Regions from separate parts of the Mus musculus genome. Here region 2 is linked to region 1. Evidence: chromatin contacts called from public Micro-C data. All regions are on one chromosome and are shown on one strand. Each heading gives the region's core, a stretch centred on a gene start, on an enhancer-like site or on the middle of the called end of the contact. The rest is flanking DNA. Distances are from core to core; before and after follow the strand shown. Region 1 overlaps Shisal1 (shisa like 1). Region 2 has its middle 15 kb from the start of Gm34201.

Region 1 (5,398 bases), core at 2,269-4,768:
TGACTAACAAGTGGTCCTGGGTTCAGAATTGCTATGTGACTCTGGGCAAGTATGTTACTTAATATCTTAGGGCCACAGGCACCCACTAGCTGCCACTCCAGGCCTGGGGGACTTTTTTACAGCAAGTGGTCACAGTGACATGCCTGGGCCGGCCATTAGCCACAGCAGAGACCATCTGTGTTAAGATGCCTGGCCTTGCCCTAACTTTCTGGAAGGAACGGTTGGCTCTCATAGTGACCACAGCTGGTCATATAGAAGCCAGGATGAAGAGACTATTCCTGACTGGTTGCTGGCTCCTGGCCAGTGGCAGCCATACTCCTTCACTTGGGGCAGATGCCACTGCCGCCCATGTGACTTGTGGATACCTGTCTTAACGGTGTCTTCTGTAGCCTGTTTGAGCTGGTGCTGGAATCATGGGACTAAGTCACAGATCACTGCATCCCTCCAGGACTCTGAGCTGAGACAGAATACAAGAACCCCCAAACAGGATCAGGGAATTCTCTGCTATGTGTGGCAGCATTGAAAATTGGCTCCTGGGAGACCTGACCTGGTCCTCAGCTCAGTGGGGCCTGAGCGGGAAGTTGGTTGGTGCTGGGGAATTGGTGACTGGGGGACATCCAGAAAGCCATAGCAGATCAAGTAAGAGAGACAATAGCTACTACAGACCTTGACTCTAGATGAAGGTCCTTGGACCCCATCCCATGGCCCTGGGATTCTAGAAAATTCTGTGAAAGGCAAGTTAGGGCTGGGCTAGGCCTTCTCAGAGTGCTTTCACCTCTGCTCTCCATCTTCAAGAGCCCACTTTCAAATTTTACTAGGAAAGGACTTGGACTCTGAGGAGACAGGTGATTTGCCCAGGATCAATGTCCAGCCAGTGCTAGGGTTTGCAGTCTGGCCTGTGCCACTAACCATTGAGCAACACTGCCTCCAGTCTACACCTGAGCCAGGCCGGGGTGGGGAGACAGTAGAGGAGGAGTTGTGCAGCTGGCAGGCAGGCAGGCAGGCTAGGCCAGCGTCTGCAGCCTGTTTGAGATGAGATAGAGCACCTGGCAATTTGAATAGTAATGAATGCTTCCAGAATGCCAGGCAAGTCTGGAACAATAACAGCAAAGGAGAGATGAAAGCCTTCTGCCTAACTGCAGGTGAAGTGTGGACACGGCTCCTGGGATGACAATGGCTCATAGCCACTTAGCGCCGGCTGGATGCCGGGCCGGGGCAGGACCGTGACACATTTCCTGGGGTGTTCTCCCAGCAACCCTGTGGTTGGGACAGCATTAAGCACATTTTACAAGGGAGCAAAAGACAGGGATGCTGAGAGAACCATGGGGTGGTGGTGGTGGCAGATGCAGTCCCCTGGCATAGTGGCAGCCTGGGCAGCAGATGTGGTCCCTGCAAGTAGAAGGTATCCAGTAGGAGGCGCTATTCCTGCCATGATGCAAACCGCATTCAGATGCCACTGGCTCTCAATGGAGCTGGATGAGGATGTGAGCAGACTAATCAACACCCACCCTTAAGCTGCAGGAGAGCTGAGCACGCACCCACCCTGAGTAGACAGATGCCTGCCAGGTCTCTAAGCAGGTCCCCTGCCCCCACCCCTGGGAACTGTGCTTCCTTCCGCCTTGCAAGTCAGGGAGCTTGCTGCTGGGATTCTGTTCCAGATCCTAACAAGGGGCGTGGTCTGTCGAACACAACCAGGTTAGTGTTAGGGACAAAAGGTCTCAGAAGCAGTTAAGGGCGCTGGCTGCTCTTGCAGAGGACCAAGATTTGATTCCCAGTGCCTACATGGGAGTTCACAATTGCCTGTAACTCCGAGTCCAGGGCAACTCCCTCTTCTGACCTGAACAGGAAATAGCCATGCAAGTGGTACACAGACTTAGGCTAAGCACCCCAAAGGAAACAGAAACAGATCAGACAGCAGCTGCCCTGGGTAGGGCTGCGGGCCAGTGAGGGTGGGTGCCTCAAGATGTCCCCTCACAGCCCCCTGAAGGAGTAGAAGTGCCAACTTGATATTAGGGTCAGACGTGCCATGGCTCTGGGGTCGCTCAGCTCAGAAGTCCCTAGATTCCAGGGTCCCATGACTCTGGCATCTCTGGGCTCCAGAGTCCCTTGGCTCTGGTTTCCCTCAGCTCTGTCCCTTACTTTAGGAGTCTGTAGTTTGCCTCTGCACCCAGGCTCCCTGCACCTCAGTGTTATGTCCCTTCTTTGTCTTGAGTGAGTCTTGGGTGGTCAACAAGGACTGACTTGGCCACTAGCAGTGTGGACCAGGTCCTGGTTAGCCCCCAGGACAAGCCATCGCCTCCCTGACTAGCTATTGTCACCTGCTTCCACGAGCCTCCTCTCTCAGATCTGCTCAGCAGGGCTTGGCGTGGATACTATGTAAGTTGGGAGAGTCTCTGAAGGACAGACAGGAGAGACTTTAAGAAGCCAGTGGCTGGTGCCACCTTCACTCAAAGGGTCCCAAGTCATTGGCCACAAAGCTCCAGCTCCTGGAGCAAGGAGGCTTCCAGGTCCAAGTTCAAGCAGCAAGAGGTAGGCTAGCCCATTGGTTCCAACACAGGCTCCAGAGGGGAACAGATGTGTGTGTGTGTGTGTGTGTGTGTGTGTGTGTGTGTGTGTGTGTGTGTGTGTGTAAAACAGCTGGACAATAGCAAGTGCTTTAATAAGGGTCACTCAGGGTTACCTAACAGGACACCCAACAGGACAGACAGATCTAGCTGTGTCCTCAGTGCAGAAGAGACAAGCAATGAGGGTGGTATGTAGGAGAGACTCTGGCTTGCATGCATCTGTGCTGGGGACATGGCGGCCTCTTGGGGCCAACTTCTCCTTGGCTGTTTGACCTTGGCTGTGCTCATGACCTTCAGAACCGCAGTAGCATTAAATGGAAGGAGGGACTCCCACCTGAGAGGCCAGTAAGGTGGCATCCCTTTCCTTCCCTTCACTCAGGCTCTGGCTCCCTTTCATGCCCCACTTTGTCTCCCACGGGGTGGCCTCACAAAGGATGATGCTGTCGGCAGAGGGGGTCCAGTCCCTCTGCTTGAGGACGCTGTGCCACTGTGAAGAATTTAGTGTGTGAGATGAAGGTGTGGGTCGGTGGGTGGAGGGCTAGCCTAGCATGCATGGAGGCCCGTGGTCCATGCCCAGAAAGTGGGTATGGGAAGGTAGGAGGATCAGAAGTCCAGGGCCAGCCTGGATACATGAAACTCTATTTCAGAATAAAGACTTTTAACATGATCCCTGTCCTTTCCATCAGAAGGAAGCTGTCTGGAAGCTGATGGGATGTCCTTGTCTTATTGGCTGGGGAGCTGGAGGATGGGCCAGGTGGTTCTTTGGCACAGGGTAGTGGGCAGCACAGCTTGGGAGTGGGGCTACAGGTGGGCTGTGCGCTTTAGAGCTCTCTTATTCTAGTCTTATTCTGCTACCCTTCTCCCTGTCGCCTTTCTCATTCAGCCGTGGGAGGCTCGTGCCTTTTAACACACACATCCTGGCTGTTAATTTTTAATGTTATGCTGGTCAATAATTGATGGAGCCGCTTTAACAGGAAACCCGTGTTCCACATCAGCTGTCTCACAGGGCCGCCCTTCCCTCGAAGGCCTCTGTCTGGAACTGCCCACCTCCTGCCCCACGGGGAATCAAGACTCCTTCATCTCCTGCATCAAAGGTTTCGAACCACTTACCCACTCTTGTCCCATTAGCATCTCCAGCAGCCCCAGAAGGTCAGGAGCCTCAGTGGAAAGGTGGAGCCAAGACACGGAGGCTCACGGCTGCTCACAGTCAAACAGCAAGAAGGGGTAGAGAGTAGAATAGGGTGCCCACTCCTGCCCAGGACTCTGCCCTGGCCCTGTGAACTCTGATGATTCAAGTATGCCCTATTCTCCTGGGCAGGGAGCAGCCCAAGTGGTTAGGGCTCTTACTGCAGTGGACACAGGGAGAGAGGTCCGCGGAAGTATCACCCCATCAAAGAAATGGTCTCAGCAAGGTTCTGAGGGATGAAGAGGAATTTGTTATGGCCCAGGAGCAGTACTAAATGCTGGGATCAGGTCTACTGCGCATCCTCAGCCCTGACCTGCAGCCCAGTCTTCAGCCTATGTCTTGTGAATCGTGTGGAACACATCTACGGCCCCTAGGGTGTCATCCTCGTCCCTTATTAGCCATGGCTGTCTATCCCTCTGGTCCCACTTGCCTCCTTTTAAGCCTGGATGCAGACTGGGATCTGTTTCTGCTTTCTGCAATCTAACCTGTTAGTCACCCAGGCCCAGCCCAGACTCTGTCACGGTTAGCTTTAGCCGTCAACTTCACACAAATGTGGAGTTGTCTGAGAAGGAGGGCTCGCAGCTGAAGAAATGCCCAGATCAGAGCAGCCTGTGCGCATGTACATTGGGCATTTTCTTGACTGCTAATTGTTGTGGGCCCAGCCCACAGTGGTTGGTGGCATCTCTAGGCAGGTAAGCCACTAAGGAACATTCTCTGGTAGCCTCTGCTTCAACCTTCTGCCTCGAGCTCCTGCTTTGGCTTCCCTCTATGGAGCCTGTAAGCCAAATAAACTCTGTCCTCCTCAAGTTGCTTCTGGTCAGTGTTTTATCACAGTGACAAAAAACAAACTAGGACACCTCCCCTACCACCCTCTCACAGGGGTGGGGTATGGAGAGAAGCTCCATCCAGGGTCAAAGCCAAGCACAGCGTGTGAACGTTCACTTCCTGCATGGTACACACGGATATACTAGATCACACGAATCCCATAGCACACCCACGTCCTGGTTCACACTCAATCATAAATCAGAGAACACACACAGACACACAGACACAGAGACACAGAACACACATACATACAGATACACACACATACACAGAGGCACATACACATAGACACACAGACAGAGAAAACACACACACAGACACACAGACATACACAGACACACACAGACATACACAGACACACATACACAGAGACACAGAACACACAGACACACACACAGACATACACAGACACACATACACAGACACAGAACACACATATACACAGACACACACAGATATACACAGACACACATACACAGAGACACAGAACACACAGACACACACACACAGACATACATAGACACACAGACACAGAACATACATGTATAGACACATAGACAGGCACGCGCAGAAAGACAGACAGACACACAGATACAAAACACACACTTATAGACACACACAGACACATAGACACAGAACACACATAGACAGACACACATACACACAAACACACATAGACAGACAGACAGACAGACAGACACACACACACACACACACACACACACACACACACACACACACGCACGCACACACACACCACCCCTTATCCTTGTTCACTACTGCCAAAACAGCCAGAGACAAGCCATCTTTCATGGGTGGTAAC
Region 2 (5,540 bases), core at 2,525-5,024, 220 kb after region 1:
AGCACCCACCCAGCCCACCCCGGAGTTCCCAGTGAACTGTGCCCCAGATTAAACAATAGTCAGCAAGCCATAAAACGGGGTGTGCTCTGGTGGAATCTGGGGACTAGGGAAACAATCTTGCCCTGTCCCTGCCCTTGAGGGTAAAGGGTTCTAGGTTCTTATCCACCCCATCCCCCACCCGTGAAAGAACTGAGCAGAGACACACAGATACAGCAGAAGCCATGGCCTCTGATTTTTCAAAAGATCCACTACCAAGGGGTGAGCCCAACCAGCAGAGTACAAAAGGCTTGGATGATAGAGGGAAGGTTTGGGGGCTCATTTGCATAGAGCGGTCCTTGCTGCACAGGCTCTCCCTCACTTGTAGTTCCACGCCCAGCTTCATGCATCCTGTGTCTCATTGGCATCTTAAGTCTCCATCCAGGGGTGAGCCACACATCACCTGTGGACACTAGAGTGACGACATCCATGACAGTAGCCAGACTTACTTGACCACATCTGTTATTTTCCCATAATGCCGACTGTTTTAAAACTTTCCAGTCCAGACCACGTTGTCTGAGCAATTTCTTCTGCTTCAGTATCACTGCTTGTAAGACCCTGTGGCCACGTCAGGCCATCTAGATACTCCAGAACAATTACCTACTTGCAGGGTCCTAATCTTATCTTCGCCTCTGTAATGTCCCTTCGACAATGCAAGATTCAAGGTGGATTGGGGAAGGTCACGTGGCTAAAGCCAGAGCTGGCAACCCTAGTAGGAAGATGAAAACATGCCAGCAGGGACTAGCTTTGACTCCTTTAATCGCCCCCCAACACCTGCAGAGGAGAACTTGGCTCTTAAGTCTCTAATCTGGAAGACAGGCTCCATGCCCCGCCCACCAGAGACAGCGCACTTAGTGGGGATCAAAGCAGCTCCTGTCTCTAGCCAGAAAGAGGAAGAAGCAGCTAAGAGCTCCCAGCCCCAGCTCAGAGCCAGCTGAGTACACGAGCTCTGTGTGTATACACCACACCCCTGCTCCAAGTGCCACCCACGTGCAGGCGCAAAGCTTGATCAGCGCCATCTCCCCACAGATGCGGGAGCGCTGACATCAGCAGGAGAGCCTTGGATGCTATCTGAGGTGACTTGTAGATCAAGTGTATTCTCGGAGCAGAGCTCATTGACACAGAAGATGTCTGTGGGGGTTGAATCCTTATAATGACGACACTCTAGGAGAGCATATGCCCACCCCACCAACTGCAGGCTGGACCCTCTAGTATCCTGTCCTTGCCTGTACCTGGACACCCGCTTCCAGTCTATACACCTGCATCTGACTAGAGAGAAGCCCCTTTCCACTGCCCTCACCAGCCAGGAAGAGCCAGCAACGTTTTACAGCTGGCCAGTCCCAAGCCTACTCTTCTCAGCACTCAATAGCTTCTTCCTGTCCCTTAGGGGACACCTGCTTTTCTGGGGTCCCTCCAACCTCGAGTGCCCGAGAAAATTATTTCCCTGATCAAATATTCATGGGTCTGTCAAGCCTGAAATAAGCCTACAAAGAAGAAAGGCAATTTGTGTCCGGCATAAATGCTTGACAGGGTGCGTGAAACCCCGCAGCTGGCTTCTGAGTCGTCCCTGGGCCCCTTCTCCTCCACCCTCTAACAGTAGACCTCTCAGGCAGATGCGCTGTGCGGTCTGGAACTCCTGCAGGACTCTGCCCTTCATCATCTGTGCAATACCGAACAAGAGGCCGGTGTTCCTTTGACACAGCCTCCCACTTCTGCAAAGTCCTGCTGTCCTGGAAGCAGTGACTCCAGACTCTGGGGACACCAGTGCAGGCCTCTCAGATGAGGCCAAGTAGTCAGGGCCACGACCCCATGAGGGGCCATCACTGTCTCACACATCGACTCCTTTATCCTTAACCTGCCTCACAAGAATGAAGCAACAGCAAGACAAGGCACTCAATGCCAGACTTCGGTTCTGCCCGCCTGGAGCTCGGATCACCCATGTGAGGACTCCCACCACCCGTGTCACTGTGAAGACTGCTTGTCTGGTACTTTGGAGACCATGAATGGTAAATTTGGAATGTTCCAGGAAAACAAAAGGCCAGTGCGGGAGAGACAAGAGAGGAGAGATGTGAGCAGAGACTCAGGAGACCATACTGGATGGGTGGGCACAGGTCCATCACTATGTTCTTACCAGAGGGAATTTGGATGTAAAAAAAAACCTAGAGAGGAGAGTCTAGGGGGGTGCAAAGCAGAAGTGGGAGGGGTGAAACTAGGAGGCCAGGGAAATGTCCCTGTTTCCAGAAAAACCTAGAGCCAGAAGGGGCAGGAAGGAACCCTCCTGTGTATTCTAGATACATAGGAATCACATTCCGATGTATACCCTGGTCTCAGACTTCTGGTCCCTAGACTGAGAAAGTCTGTTTTCAACCTCCAGCCTATGCAATCATAGCCCCCCAATTTGGTGGCACTTTGACAGCAAATGATCCAGGAAAACCCTTTCTGAGGTAGATGACGAGGCAGCCCCAGGTGAAACTTCCCTTTCCATCCCAGACCGGCTCCAGCCCTGCATGGCTCACCTATACTTAAAACGGGACATCTGAGTCACGTGATAATGAGCAATTGCTTATTGGGCTCTCAATTCTGGAGACCAGGAAGTCCCAGGTGACGGTGGAGGCTTTGGAGCGGCTTCATCCATGGCAGAAGGCAGAAGGGCAAGAGCTCTTCTGTCAGACCCAGAACTTGAGAGGTGAAGTCATCACACACTAAGGGCTTTAATCCAAGACTCAAGGCAGAGACTCAGCCCCACCTCACAGTATTGTTCCTCCATGGAATAAAGTTGCAACAGGTAAACTGTGGGGACACTGAATCCTTGGCAACTGCATCAGAGTCATCAAGTGGGGCCACCAGAGCCCCACTCCTGCCCCATCTCAGAAAGTGGGACTCCAGTTCTTGGCTCATACCTGAGCTATCCTGGATCCTCCCTTTATTTATGTCCTGAGCCCCTTGGAGCTACTTTTGGGTCTGCTTCAGAAGGCAGCCGCTTGTCACCAGCTAACAGTCCCGAGTCTGTCCCATCCTTGGTCCTGGGTGTCCTTGAAGCTCTAGATCCAGAGGGCTCCTGGCTTCACACAGAATAAAAGCCAAAGACTACATAGGGTGGAGGCTCTGTGCAGCCTGCTCCTCAGGCCCTGGATAGCTACTCAGGGCCTTGCCTCTCCCTGCCAAGAGTGGGTGATAAAGAAGCCAGAACCAGTAGCACATTGTAGACCCTAGAGGAGCCAGCCTTTCCCTGAGCAAAATGTATGTGCCATGCTGGGATTCCAATAGTAAGGGTGTCTCCACACCTGGGTAACAAGGGGCACAAAGTGGAATGGGCAGGGCCAGGAAGTCTCATCTTGGGGGTTGGAAGCAATCATAAGGCTGTGTTTCTCTGTCCTCTGCCAGGATCATCTGATGGCGCTCACATTTATCAGGCCTGCAGTTAGCAGGGTAAATGAGGCTGCCGGCTCCTGACAAACATGGGGACAAGCGCAGGCTGGGTGGCACCGTGCAGCTTCAGTGCACCAGTAATTGCTCCTTCCTGGAAGCTGAAGAAGTGGAAGTCAGGAGGGGACCCCCCTGCCTGGGGTGCGGTGGGGAGGGGGAGAAGCCTGGGAGGCAGGTGGGAACCTGGGGAGGAGGGAGGGAGGGCTGGGAGATCCACCATCCATCCTGCTAGAAATACTGCCTAGAGAGCCTCTAGAGATCAGTGGGGGATGCCCAAGCCTCTGGCTCACAGAGTGACACCCGTGACTTTAATGAATCAGCAGCTGACACAGCATCTGCTAATGGCCATCCCTCCCCACTCCCTTCCCTGCCCATCCTTGAGGATCCTGGATGGGAAGGGCCCAGGATAAGGGCTTTGGAGCAGGCTCCTCCTCTTCGGGTTCTGACCAATAAGTGGCATCCCTGAATGCCCTAGGGACAAGAGGATCCTCTGAAGGAACAGCCTAGGAGGGTGGTCAGGGTAGGGGGGAGGTCCTGCCTCTACCAGGCTCATTTCTCTGCTAAGGCTGGGCACTTAGAAGGAGACCTATCCAAGGAGGGAGTATGCTGTATGGGGCAATAACCAGATGTGCCCTCCAGGCTCACCCCCAAGCAGGGTGCATATCAGAGGAGCCTCTCAGGAAGGTAGCAGCTGAAGGAAAAGGTAGGGACATGCATGTGGGCAAGAGGCTAAAGCCCTCCAGAAAGGAAGACCCCACAATGTGCTCCTATGCTCACCAGAGCAGCCCCTATCACAGACAAGGGCAGCTGAGAAAAGAACAGAATTTACAGGCAATCACAAAGCCCAGGCTCCCGAGAGTGAAGGAGAGACTGCCTCCTCACCTCTTCCTGTCCCCTTCTCCCCTAAGCCCAGGCCTCTTGCCCTATGTGTCCATGTGCACCGGATTGCCAGTACTCTGACCCTCAGCAGTTGGCACACAGCCCGCTCCAGACATGAAGGCAGCAAGCTGGGACCTTTTTCCAAAGTGAGTCACGAGTTGCCAAGAAGCTAGTAGAGGGAGAATATAGAGGCTGTTACCGGAAGCCAAGGGAGCATAACCCTGATGTGAGACCTGGGTCTCCGACCGCTCTTGGCCTCAGTTTCTCTACCTGTAGGATGGGATAATTACAAAATGAATTCTCGGGTGCCGGGAGGCTCCATGAGTCAATGTCTGAGACTCAAATTAAGAAAAGCCAGGTGCTGGGCAGATGTGGGGATCTGAGGAGATTGGGATGTTGCCATGGTGACAGGAGCTCCGCGTTTAGTGGTAAACATCTCCAACCCTCAGAAGCAGCCTCTTCACTATCTTCTGACATCTTGAAGAGAGGCACAGCCAGGGTGCAGCCACAAGTGACACTCTGGCCCAATGGGCTGTCCAGGAGCAGCCCAGTCCCTGCACAGAGACTCCAAGCGTGCAGGTAGAGACAGCACAGCAGTCGGCAACAGGGCAGGGCAGGACAGCAATGGACAGCTGGGATGGCACCATGCTCCCTGTGGCCCAATGCACTTGACTTTAGTAACCACGGAACAAGCAAGGGCTTTGCAAAGCTGCCCCACCTGTCAACTACACCAGATCCTGGCAAATGGACCTCATAGGCCTGTCCACATCGGTGCAAGGCTGCCCCCTACAGGTACGACTGGAGATTGCAGGGCAGATTGAAGCGCTACAGAGTCAGATGTAGATCTCTACACTCAGGACCAGTGCCTTCTGTAGGCACTGGTGTCTTGGCACTGAAGGTCCTGCCTGGCCCGTGTGTGGGAGGCACAGATGCCAGTGAGAAGCACAAATACAGCATAATCAGCAGGCAAAACTTTGAGGACAGCCAAAGCTAACCCCCCAGAGTAGAGAAGTCTTTCTGCCACCACCCCACAGAACCCCATGGTGAGGAAAAGAGGGAGAGAAGGGAGGAGAGAAGGGAGGACAGAAGATGGGAGGAAGGTAAGAAAAGAGAGAGGGAAGAAGGGAGGACTACTGGGGGTGCCTGGGGAGTTTCCCCTTGACTTCAGCCTGGAGAGACGTATGATGTGAACTCTCAGA

Evidence for each region. A called contact is a pair of places that touch in the nucleus more often than the background predicts.
Region 2: a contact with region 1 is called in a Micro-C map of embryonic stem cells, with 2.9 times the contacts expected there. The contact joins two enhancer-like sites. A contact is called at or near these places in 1 of 15 datasets of contacts at CTCF or cohesin (large pre-B cells), 18 of 484 Hi-C or Micro-C datasets (B cells, the C2C12 cell line, CD4 T cells and 9 more), 9 of 115 datasets of contacts at active chromatin or transcription factors (SST interneurons, astrocytes, a beta-TC-6 cell line and 5 more) and 1 of 9 other capture datasets (embryonic stem cells).

Annotation. Positions count from the first base shown.
Region 1 is chr15:84,392,038-84,397,435 of GRCm38.p6, forward strand. The region is part of intron 4 of Shisal1 (shisa like 1); the gene reads right to left. Among named protein-coding and RNA genes, the nearest start is that of Gm46527, 36 kb to the right of the region's middle. Within about 2 kb of position 3,519, at least 7 of the 459 cell types and tissues checked have an H3K27ac peak or open chromatin away from gene starts, as enhancers often do.
Region 2 is chr15:84,609,312-84,614,851 of GRCm38.p6, forward strand. No RefSeq gene overlaps it. Among named protein-coding and RNA genes, the nearest start is that of Gm34201, 15 kb to the right of the region's middle. Within about 2 kb of position 3,775, at least 24 of the 459 cell types and tissues checked have an H3K27ac peak or open chromatin away from gene starts, as enhancers often do.